3 separate regions of the Mus musculus genome follow, and regions 1 and 3 are each linked to region 2. The links are chromatin contacts, called in public promoter capture Hi-C maps. All regions are on one chromosome and are shown on one strand. Each heading gives the region's core, a stretch centred on a gene start, on an enhancer-like site or on the middle of the called end of the contact. The rest is flanking DNA. Distances are from core to core; before and after follow the strand shown. Region 1 holds the start of Zfp426 (zinc finger protein 426). Region 2 holds the start of Cep295 (centrosomal protein 295). Region 3 holds the start of Zfp26 (zinc finger protein 26).

Region 1 (4,011 bases), core at 1,312-3,811, 5.1 Mb after region 2:
TCATAAAATATCACCCCAAAATAATATAAATTCAAACACAGACTCTCACTGTGTCATGCTGGTGGCCTCCAACTTGTGGTTGTCTGCTTCACTTTCCCAGGCACTGGGATTACAGATTTATATCACTCAATGATTTCTCTGCCTCAGTTCCCAAGTCCTGGGATTCCAGGTGTGTCACCCATGCAACTACTGCTTCTGAGAATACAGCTGAGTATTTACCATGAAGTGGCCAAGTGATTTCCCTTTTCCAAAACAAATGCCTTGCAGTTACAACTAAAAATCTGTTTCTTATTTTCCCCAGAATAAGTTGTAAATAAATTGCTAGACCAGGGGAAATTGAGAGAGCAGGGGAAAGAGAAAAAAAATTAGTGTATGTCAAAATAAAATGCACGTGTCCTCTAACCTAGAGCACACGACCTTACCTCTCAGTTCTTGGGACTGCAGGTATCTGCCACCAAGCCCAGCACAATATAGAAAGCTTGAAAGGATCACATACCTCCAAACATCCAGAAGCTTGTTGCCGCTTTTTAAAACAATGTGGAGAATTCTGAATGTTTATAGATCAGATATCACATGCATCATTTTATGTATGTATGTATGTATGTATTTTTGTGGTGCTGGGAATTGAACTGGGGCTTCATACATGGTAGGCAAGTATTCTATTCCTGAGCTATATCCTCAGCCAGTTCTTGATTTCCTTCTTTTCTTTTGTAAAGACAAGATCATGTGGTTCAGGCTGGCCTACAACCTACTATGTGACCGAGGCTGACCCTGAACTCCTAATGCTCCAGCTTCTATCCGCAGAGAGCTGGGATCAAAATCAAGTGAGCTACTGCACTCAGTTTATGTGGTACTAGGAACTGAACCTAGGGGTCTGTGGATAACACACAAACACTCTATCAACTGAGCTGAATACCCAAATAACTCTATTCTTTAATTTTCTTGATTGAATCTAATAATATTTTGCTTTCAGTAAGACAATGTCCTAATCTAGGTGGTACATTACCAAGTATTTAACAGTCAAGTGTTGTATCTATTATTGTTTATTCGGAGATAGGGGTATAACTATGCAGACTGGACTGGCCTGAAACTATGTAACTATCCTGGCATAGAAATCATGTTCTGGGGCTGGAGAGATGGCTCAGTGGTTAAGAGCACTGGCTGCTTTTCCAGAGGTCCTGAGTTCATATCCCAGCAACCACATGGTGGCTCACAACCATCTACAATGAGATCTGATGCCCTCTTCTGGTGTGTCTGAAGACAGTGACAGTGTGGTCACATATATAAAATAAATAAATCTAAAAAAAGAAAGAAAGAAAAGAAAAGAAATCATGTTCCTATTGCTCCAACTCCTGAGATCACTGCTATGTGCTACCATGTTGCCCTTTATTTTCAGTTTACATCTTAGCAAACAAGTCACCATACAATATATCTTGCTGGGGAAAGAGTAGACACGGACTGCTGCAAGAGGTGACTGCAGCATAACAGATACTGGACCATCAAATATGCTAGTACGTCTAAGTTTTTTTTAAAAAGAGAAATGGGGGGGGGGGGATTGTTGGGGAGAGAACACTAATTTATCAATCTTCTTAATAGTTAATTCTATGATTTTTAATAATCTAGCTTTCCACATTTCTTCTGTGAGCTCCAAGCAGTTTAGTGATGAACAGATCTAAGAACGAAGAGAAAAGTATGTGTATCACGCACAAGGCCCTGAATGGACCACTAGCACAGAGAGATAAAGGGATGAGGAAACAAACACAGGCCTAGGAACTTTGGAGGTGGAAAAAAGCTCACTATTATTGTTTGTTAGGTTTTTGCTTGTTTGTTTTTTAATAAATACAGTATTTCACCACGTAGCACTGGTTGGCCTGGAACTCATTTTGTACACCAGACTAGCCAAGAACTCACAGAAATCCTTTTGCCACCTGTGTGCCGTGAGTAAAGGCTTGCCCGCTAGGTTTTTATGAATGGGCTGGAGGTCTACCAATGTTTATATTCTCTCAAGAAAGACGTACATTCGAAGTAACTAAGAAATTTGTCTCTGTATCTGAAACTAATGGTCAAAATAAAACACGCACTCACTAAATAAAGTACAATCTAACAATATGAATTAAGTTCTCACCCCGACATTCGTCTCTAATATTTTTTTAAAAGGGAATACGGCTTTTTCCAAAAGCGACCTTTCACTGAGTGCTCACCAGAGGCGCTGAAATCGCAAGGTGTATGGCGCTGATCACTCCAACTACTCCGGCAAAATTTCATTTCTGAGGAGAAAAATAAAAGAGCCTTTCGCACAGAATTTGCTTGGGCGGCTTTTGAAGAGCAGCATCGTAGCCGCAGCCATCGCCAGGCCCGCCCTCTGGGCACTTCCCCAGCCTGGCGACTGACAGCCAGAGAGGACTCAGGCTTGGCCGCGCCCGGAGGCGCCGTGGCAAGCGGAGCAGAGCTCTGCACTCTCGTTCTCTATCTCCCCCTCCGCCTCCAGGTAGTCCTTGTACCGCAGAACTCACGAATGCCAGGCAACTCCGCAACTCTTCAGTGCAGATAAGAGCCGGAAGAGACGGGCGCGGGCATGACGTCACTTCCGCTCGCGCTCGGTCTGCTGCAGAGCCAGGCCCGGGAGTCTACCTCGGTTGAATTCCTGTCAGATTTCTAGTTTCTCCGCAGTGTCAGGGCGGAGGGGCTGTAAGGGCTTCACCGCGGGAGCTGGAGGCCGACGCTGGTCTCCAGGACAAGACAGAATTAGAATCCAGGCTGTGAGCCGGGCAACGGTGGTGCCAGGACCAGTAAGTCCTTTAACCACAGGGTTTCTTGTGGGTACCCAGCGTCCGCTCAGGAAATTTTTTTGCCTGCCATCGCTGCATTCTTAGAACCCTTGCTTTCTAGTGCACCCTAGTCCAGTAGGAAACAGAAGGCAGTCTCGCTTCCGTAATCATCTAGACCTCTCAAGATGTTGAAATTGTATTTCGTAGGCTGCGACCATAAAGGGTGCTTCAACAGATTTACCCTACCTAAGCCCATTCCACCAGCCTCAGGAGCCCAATGGAAATAACTGGGTTTCTGACTGAGAATCCTGAAGTAGTTACTGGGTGGGTCTTGAACTCGTCTTAACCGCGTATCTGCATCTTTCCCAGCAACTGTTTTCCCAAGTCCCCGGTTCTATTGAATGCCCTAAGCAAACAGTAAGCTCAAATCCGGGTTTTTGTCATCTCAAGTCACAGGAAAAATGCCCAGTCACTCAGATTCGACACTCCTGGTTACTGATGGTCCCTAATAACATGAATGAAGAGCCAGTTTAACCACGCAACAGTTGAGAGGCTGAAAACTGTAATGTTACTAGGCTGAATTCTGCTGACATCTGTTGGTCAATGCGAGTCAAAGAGAAATGAAGCTATAATCACTTTCTGACGAAAGTAAAAGCATTTATGGCCCTGATCTATTACAGGATGCAAGATCAGTTTGTCAAGAGACCCATTTACCCTCTCTGCCATGAACTTGCTCAACCAGGGGCTTGCGTTGCTTCAGAAACAATATGCCAGTATGACTTCTCAGTGAAAAGGCAGACTTTCTTACTGCACACTTAGAGCTCAAGGAAAAGCTCTTTACTAAAGCACATGGCCAAATATGAGTTGACCTCAAATGTAATTATATATACCTTAGAGTTAGGCATTTTACACACACTCATCCTTAAAACCTCTAGGTCCCAGCCCCTGATTAGACTTTGAACAATTTAAGAGACAGGAGACTACAAGTCTAGCCACTTGGTCAGATGGGTTATTTACACAAAAATATTGCCAAGATTATTTAAGTACACCAGTGTTGTTCTTTTCAAATAGATCTGACCCAGGGTCATGTTGCCCAGCTGGCAAAAAAAAAAAAAAATTTTTTTTAAAGAAAGGAACTGGGGTGTGGGCTGGAGAGATGGTTCAGCGGTTAAGAGCACTAACTGCTTGTCTTAGTGTCAGGGTTTCTATTCCTGCACAAACATCATGACCAAGAAGCAAGTTG
Region 2 (3,972 bases), core at 447-2,946:
TAAGGAGCTGTCCTCTATGAATGACCTTCACATATGCATCTCACCTAGACTAGAGACTATTTATATTCATATAGGGATAGCTTTTCCTTTAGCTTTTCATTATTACTCGTCTTTTGTAGACAGGGTCTTAATAACTGAGTGATAGTAGCTATAGTTTTAAAAACTCTTAATGCTCAAATATAACAACTTAAAAATACTGTTTCAATGAGCTGCTTGGGTCACCTGGTAGAAACTACACCCCCACCCCCTTTTTTTTTCTTTTTTTGAGACAGGGTTTCTCTGTATAGCCCTGGCTGTCCTGGAACTCACTCTGTAGACTAGGCTGGCCTCAAACTCAGAAATCCGCCTGCCTCTGCCTCCCGAGTGCTGGGATTAAAGGCGTGCGCCACCATGCCCAGCTTGAAACCATTCCTTTTCACAGAGAATTCTTTATCACAATTGTGGTCAGGACAAGTATGATCTTATTCATCACCTCATCTCTTTTGTCTAAAAAACTGTCTTGCATCTTATAAATAATTCAGCGTGGACTGAACGAGAAAGTGACTAATCCATATACAGTACTACATGGCAGACCCAGTCATGACTTCATCGAAGAACAAATGTCAAACAGTAGTAATTGCTTGAATTGAAAACCTTTTCCGCACTCGGGAGGCAGAGGCAGGTGGATTTCTGAGTTTGAGGCCAGCCTGGTCTACAGAGTGAGTTCCAGGACAGCCAGGGCTACACAGAGAAACCCTGTCTCGGAAAACAAAACAAAACAAAAAAAGCCTTTTCCAATACACTCCACTGAATTCTTAAGAAAATACTCCTGAGGATGGTTGAGGCTCCAAGAGAGGAACATTTTAAGTTGTCCTCCATAGGAGACAAGTATTCCTCCTGCATCTATTAAGTAGAATCCTGTTACCTGGCTTGTTCACTAGTCATTTCTACCCATGTGGACTCTTCAAGTTCTGTGTTTTAAGTGTCCAATAATGATGGACACAGTAGGGCTTATCTTGATAGATTTCCTTCTAAGGATTAGGCAGTATCTGACACACAGTAACCAAAAAATTAATAGATGTGGATGCAAGAGCCATTCATTAGCAAAAGGCAGAAGCCAAGTTTCAAATCCCTTGGGCCTTGTTAACTTTATTCCGTGTAAGGGGGTAATAGCCACCACACGTGGCTGTACTATATGTACGTGTGGCTTAATTACTACCCAACCGCCGAACACATTCTAATGTAAGACTGACGACAACCATTCGCTGCTGTAGGGTTTATTGCCTAGGCTGGTCTTGAACACGAGGCATTTCTCCTGCCTCAGCACTGCCTTGCATGTGCTGGGATTACAGGGTGAACTAACACTCTCGAATGAGACTGCCATTTTTTTCATAGCTTGAGTGTAGGAAGAGTACCAGAAGAGCTACGGGTGGCGGATGCCTCAGAAAGGCCGAGCTCTCTGTAGGGCCGGCCTCGGGGCGGTTTAAAGGGCCGGAAGGTTCGCCAGCCTGCTCGCGGCCAGCCAGAAGAACCCTGGCGGGCCTCCGTCACTCACCTGACAGCGTGTGTGGTCTGGCCTCACGACACACAGGCACCCGCACCCGGCCGGCTACCCAGCAGCCGTTTGGGTACCTGCGGGACAGCCATGACCCGGCTCTCGTCACTTCCGTCATTCAAACGGCCCGCCAATGGCGGGATCGGACGGCGGGAACCAGCTTAGGACCGCCTCCGCAGGGGCCGCCCGGAAGGCCGCGCCGTGCCAAGCCCCCGCCCACCTCCAGCTCGGCGCACGCGCAGCCCCGCCCACGTGCACGCACGCACGCACGCACGCGCAGCTTGCGCAACGGGCCATTATCCCTCTCAACTGTCAGGGTCTTGTCCCACTTGCTCTGTGGTGTTTTGTCGCCGGCAGTCAATCCTGGGTCGGGTTCAGAACATGAAGGAGGATGTGTGGAATCGGCGGAAGACTTGGACCAGGAAGTGCAGTTCACATACTATACTCTGACACCGAGACAACTCAGACTACCTTTATTTATACATCTAGTTTTCCACGTCTCTTTTAAGAACTTCCTATGTTCAACCAAGTGCACACTGTACTTCCTTCTCAGTCGCCACGGTTTCCTGCTAACCCATGAACAGTATCAAGAAAGATGAAATATAGATTGAGCACGTGGCTAATATCTAACCCAGCACATTGATACATAACCAATTGAGGATACAGTACAGAGAGGCGATAAACTACATACCCGAGAAATTCTGATTTAATTATTGACACCTAGCCTGTCCCCTTAGGAAATCTCATTCCTCTAGTGCCCAGGGCAAATTAGTAAACCGAGTCAGTTGCTCATCCTTGCTTGGTGTAACCTCTGAATATTCCTGTTAAGTCTTGGAACCAACAATCCAGAAAGACCTTCTTAAGCTTTTAATACCCATGTAACTATTGTTTGGAACAGCACTGTAGGGCAAATTGTTGGAACTAAGTAACCATAAGGAGAGAACATCTGGATGTTAGCTGGTGTACACAGACTAGGCCCTCTTGTTGACCAACCGCATCATTATTAACAAACACAGGAGTAGTGGTCTATTCCACTTTCATGGCCTCAGAGACAAATAGGAATGAATCACAGTCCAAACTTTCTGATTCTAGAGAAACATCTGTCACAAACAAAGTAAAAGCAAATACTTCCAATAACAAAGTCAAACACACAAATGCAAGGCAAAAGCGAACCAAGCATTCCTTGGGGAAAGGCCAGGAGATTCTGTTCCAATATCCCATAGGTCTTTGCCATGTGGGGACCCAACTCCTCAGGCCTTGCCATAAGGAGATCCATCTGCATTAAACTCATGCACCATTCCCAGCAGAGGCATGTTCACTTGGTCGCAAGTCTGGAAGAAGAGGTGTAGCAAGCACTTTTGGTTCAGTTGCCTGACACCCCTCTGTCATTTGCTGACCTGATGACTGGACAGCTCTACCCAGCTGGCGTCTTGGGCAGAAAGTACTCAAGTGGAAATCTGAGCTTGAGACATGTTCTGTTTTGAATAGGAAACCAGGAGGGATCAGAGCAAGCTCAGTAGGGTGAGAGAGTGTCAGCCTATACATTGTGGGGGAACACTCTCATAGAAGCAGGGGGATGGAGGATGAGATAGGGGTTTTCGGGGGTGGGAGGACTGGGAAAGGAGATAACATTGGAAATTTAAAGAAAATATTCAATAAAAATAAAATTTTTAAAAAATTGCCGCATTTTATTGGTTATATACGAGGGCCAGCCCAATTCAAGTTAGGAGGAAGTTATCTCTATGAGAGATGCTGTGGGCAGCTTAATCCACTGTGGTGTCCTTAGTTATACTTGGCCTGCCCTCTTCCCATGGTCCATGGAGACCCAACGATTAAGGCATGTGAAGGCAGTTTGCATATTTTTTAAAAGTATAAGATTATCTGCTTAGGCTTCTTTCTTAAGAACTTTGCCGTTTGATACAGACCCAGCACCCCAGGTCACAGAGGTATGGCCAAGACCAGGCCATTGCAACCCTCTAGCTCGCTTGCTATTGTGATGGGCATATGACCTAAAGTGGGTAAACCACAGTATTTTGCAGTAATTGTTCTTGGAATCAATAAAAATGAACACGTTCTTTTTTTAGTTCAAACTAGAATATGAATCTGAGAATCAGGTGACAACACAAGCTGATCTGAAAGCACAAGTGTGACATACACCAGAGAGCACAAAGAGGTAACTCTGTGTACACCTGTTCACTTGTATTTTCTGACAGGAACTCTGAATTTAAGATGCTTTCAATATGGAGTTCTGTGTTTTCTAAATTAAAAGAGGCTGAAGTTTTGTTTGTGAGACTTGATCTCACTGAATGCTCTGGAACTTGACATAAAGATAGGCTGACCTTGAACTCACAGAGATCCTCTGCCTCTATGTTCCTAATGCTGTGATTAAAGGCATGTGCCATCCTGACTTGTGAGGCTATAGATTTATCTCTGTAGAC
Region 3 (3,536 bases), core at 15-2,514, 5.1 Mb after region 2:
ATAAACCTGCTCTAATATTCTAATCTGGCTTGAATTGGCTCATTTCACCAGTGGAGAAATAACATATCAAATAAAGCCTCACCCATTCCTTAACAGAGTTCTATTATTTATTTAAGGGGGGGGGGGCGCACATGACTGCAAGTGCCTAGAGACTCTGGTCTCCCCATTCCCAGATAGCTGGAATTACAGGCTGTTACACGCCACTAACATGGGTGCTGGGAACTAAAATCTGATCCTCTAGAAATGACATGTGGTCTCTTAATCACTAATCCATCTCTCCAGTCCCAAGTTTCAGTTTTTCATGAGCCATCCCTTGAGTGCCAAACTCCCTATTTTTCCCTTGTTAATACTTTATTGTTGGGATGAAGGGAAGGGGTAAGGGATGGTTTGTGGTCTGCAAACAGATAAATATGCATGGCCTGAGCATTTAACACTTTCTCAAAATGGATGCATGAGGTTTGGGGGAGAGAGAGAGAGGGGAGAGGAGAAAGGGAGAGTGCAAGAGAGGGATGGAGGGAAGAAGGGAGGGAGAGAGAGAGAGAAACAGAAAGAACTAATGAAATGCATCGGTTTCCACGAAAGCAACTAAATTCTAATAGTTGATAGTGAGAGAGACTGTGGAGGAAATGAGAACGGACAGAAGCTCCTCACCCTGGGACTTTCCTGCTCCATCAAATTCCACCCACTGCTCACAATGAAGCGGGATGGCCAGGTTCCTGGAGCGATGGGGCGCGAAGACAGATTCCAACGGCCGAAATCCTTCTTTCTGGAAGGCAAAAATTTTGTACGATTACCTTAAAGGCGTTCGAGGCAGCAAGGGCTACATTCGAAGGCACGGGGAGCTCAAATATCGTTCCGATGAAATGGCCCCCGGCCGGGACCTGAGAAGTGCAGGGCCCTAGCCTCTGAGAAGCAACGGGGCGAGACTCGCGGCCTGGGAACCAGCGGAGTCGCCATGGAGGCCACACCCAGGCCTCACTCCCCACCTCCGCCACCGCCCATCCCCTTACCTAGCCTCACCAGAACCCGCCCAGCCGGCCTGCTACTACCGAGAAAAAGAGAAGGGGGCCGCACGAAGCCACACCGGAAGAGACGGAGGCGAGCTGCGGTTCACTTCCGTTTACCGTGTCCGAGTCCTTCCGGAATTGAAATTTCGGTTCCCCGGAATTGGATGCCGATTGATTCTGAAGCGGAGGTTAAAAGCCCAGTCAAAGAATGAAATTGAAGTTTGAACAAGATTTCTGAGCGAGAACGGCCTTCTCGATTGGCCAATCCCAGTGCAAAGTTAAACACACACCGGGAAGTACGGGGTCTCAGGAGGCTCACAAACCTTTCCTTCCCTACCTCCTCTTGGTTCCTGTACTTCCTGGGCAGATGCACTGCCAGGTCTGTGAACCAGCCTATAGCTTCCATTTAACCACTTCAGTCTTTACTCTCTGGATACCATGCTAAATTCTAATCGTTGGTAGTGAAACGAGCTAGAAAGATGGGGAAAATGAAGAGGACATGAAAAAAGAAAGCCTCACACCCTGAGACTTTCTGATGAAAAATTTAAAATGTGAACACAACTGATACAGCCAAAAATTGCATATACAGAGGGAAAAAATGTGTGTTTTCATAAAGATATCTCAAATAAGATGTTAAAAGCAAATATCAGTGCATGGCAGCACACCCCTGCAATCACAGCACGCAGAGGCAGAGACAGGCAATCTTCTTGATTCGAGGACTGCTAGATCCACAAAATAAGTTTCAAGCCAGCCAGGACTGCAAAGTGAAAACTCATCTCAAAACAAAATGAAAATAGTAAGGCGACAAATTCTACTTACTTAGGGCCAAAATGTCAATAGTCTTGAATTTTACTATATTAGCATTCCTCTCAACCCTAAATCTGAACAATGTACTTCACAAAACCATCTTACAATTTCATTTACAAACATATTCATTAAGAGTAAACAGTAAGAGTAAAAATTAAGTTAATATATTGTACTTAATTTTAAATGTTATTTAAATTTTAAGCTATGCTTAATCTTTAAACCTTATAAATTATATCCTTTGAGAAATATAACTTAGAAAGTCACAAGATTTTATATGTGTGTGTGTGTGTGTGTGTGTGTGTGTATGCATTGAAGATATACTTAAATGGGATGCCCTATAGAAGCCCACACCAGTATCTTGTGATTGTGTACTATCTCTTTCCTATAAAACTTTGTGTCCTCTACTGATCTAGCACTAAGGAGGCAGAAGCCAGCGAATATCTGTGATTTTGAGGCTAGCCAACTCTACAAAGTGAATTCTAGGACAGCCAGGGGCTGGTATATAGAGATACCCTGTGGAAGAAGAGAAGAAAGAGGAGGAGACCAACAACAAAAACAAAGGGGTGTGTGTGTGTGTGTGTGTGTGTGTGTGTGTGTGTCTGTGTGTGTGTGTGCATGAGCCCTGGCCCTCTAGAAGAGCTTTATACCTTCATATTATGTTTGCTCCAGGAATGAAAGTGGCCATGCAGTATTCCTTTCCTCTGTGTGTGTGTGCATGTGTGTGTGTGTGTGTGTTCTGTGACTTAGCCTGTCTGTCACCACCTTTAATTGTTGGCAGACAGATATCCTGAGATTGGTTTTGAATGTCTTGGTGAGTTGTGACAATGAGCTAGCCTTGGATGCTAGCCCTGAGTATCTGAAATAAGACCTGGGGCCCTTGCAGGATTTGCTCACTGATGCCCACGATGGAACATCTGTAAGTCACAGTTGAACTCTGTGCCATTCTTAGTCTAGAGGTGGCCCACCCAGCAGCTTACTTCAGTTGGAAATATGCAAATGCATTTGGCCTTTTTTTTACTAGGGATTTTGCAGGAAACCTTGCTAAATACTTTTTAGCTTTTATTGCATTTCTATGTTTTGTGTGTTCATGGACACATGTGCCTTGGTACACTATGGAGGTCAGAGAATAACTTACAGGCATCGATTCTCTCCTTTCACTACGTGGGTCTTGAGAATCAAACCCAGATCATTAAGCTTGGCAACATACTTACAAGTTTACAAGTCTTAGTTTTTATGTTCTCTCTCTCTCTCTCTCTCTCTCTCTCTCTCTCTCTCTCTCTCTCTCTCTCTCTCTCTCTTAGTTGGGGAGGCTGTTTGAGGCAGGGTCTCTCTATTATGTAGCTCTGGCTGTCCTGGGAGTTCACTATGTAAAGGAAGCTGACTTCAAACTCACAGAAAAGTACCTTCTTCTCCCTCCCATGTTTGTTTGTTTGTTGTTGTTGTTGTTGGGACAGAGTCTCTCTATGTAAAGCAGGCTGAGCTTGAGGCCTTGGAACACACAGAACTCTGCCTATCTCTATCTCCCTAGTACTGGAATTAGTATTGAGCCACCATACCCATCAGTTCTAATGTATTTTTAAGGGTTTATACATGAGCTTTCCCAGCTCAGTAAATCCTGTAGACTAGTAACCAGAGATAAAGAGTGTGCTGGGTTTAAGGTCCTACAGCAGCATAAGCCAAACCTGAGCTCTGACACTCATTCCTCTATGTGGTGGCAACATA

The links. Promoter capture Hi-C pulls out the DNA fragments that hold promoters and counts their contacts.
Region 1: a contact with region 2 is called in a promoter capture Hi-C map of cranial neural crest. The contact joins the promoter of Zfp426 here to the promoter of Cep295 in region 2. A contact is called at or near these places in 2 of 39 promoter capture datasets (cranial neural crest and frontonasal cranial neural crest) and 1 of 484 Hi-C or Micro-C datasets (cortical neurons).
Region 3: a promoter capture Hi-C map of cranial neural crest shows a contact between it and region 2. The contact joins the promoter of Zfp26 here to the promoter of Cep295 in region 2. A contact is called at or near these places in 2 of 39 promoter capture datasets (cranial neural crest and maxillary cranial neural crest).

The regions. Positions count from the first base shown.
Region 1 is chr9:20,490,185-20,494,195 of GRCm38.p6, forward strand. It overlaps Zfp426 (zinc finger protein 426), which reads right to left and starts at 2,562. Exons shown (of 9, transcript NM_001110309.1): 1 at 2,514-2,562; 2 at 2,202-2,267.
Region 2 is chr9:15,356,092-15,360,063 of GRCm38.p6, forward strand. It overlaps Cep295 (centrosomal protein 295), which reads right to left and starts at 1,697. Exons shown (of 27, transcript NM_176976.4): 1 at 1,535-1,697. The coding sequence starts at 1,652.
Region 3 is chr9:20,458,896-20,462,431 of GRCm38.p6, forward strand. Zfp26 (zinc finger protein 26) reads right to left here and starts at 1,265. Exons shown (of 10, transcript NM_011753.3): 1 at 1,050-1,265; 2 at 652-766.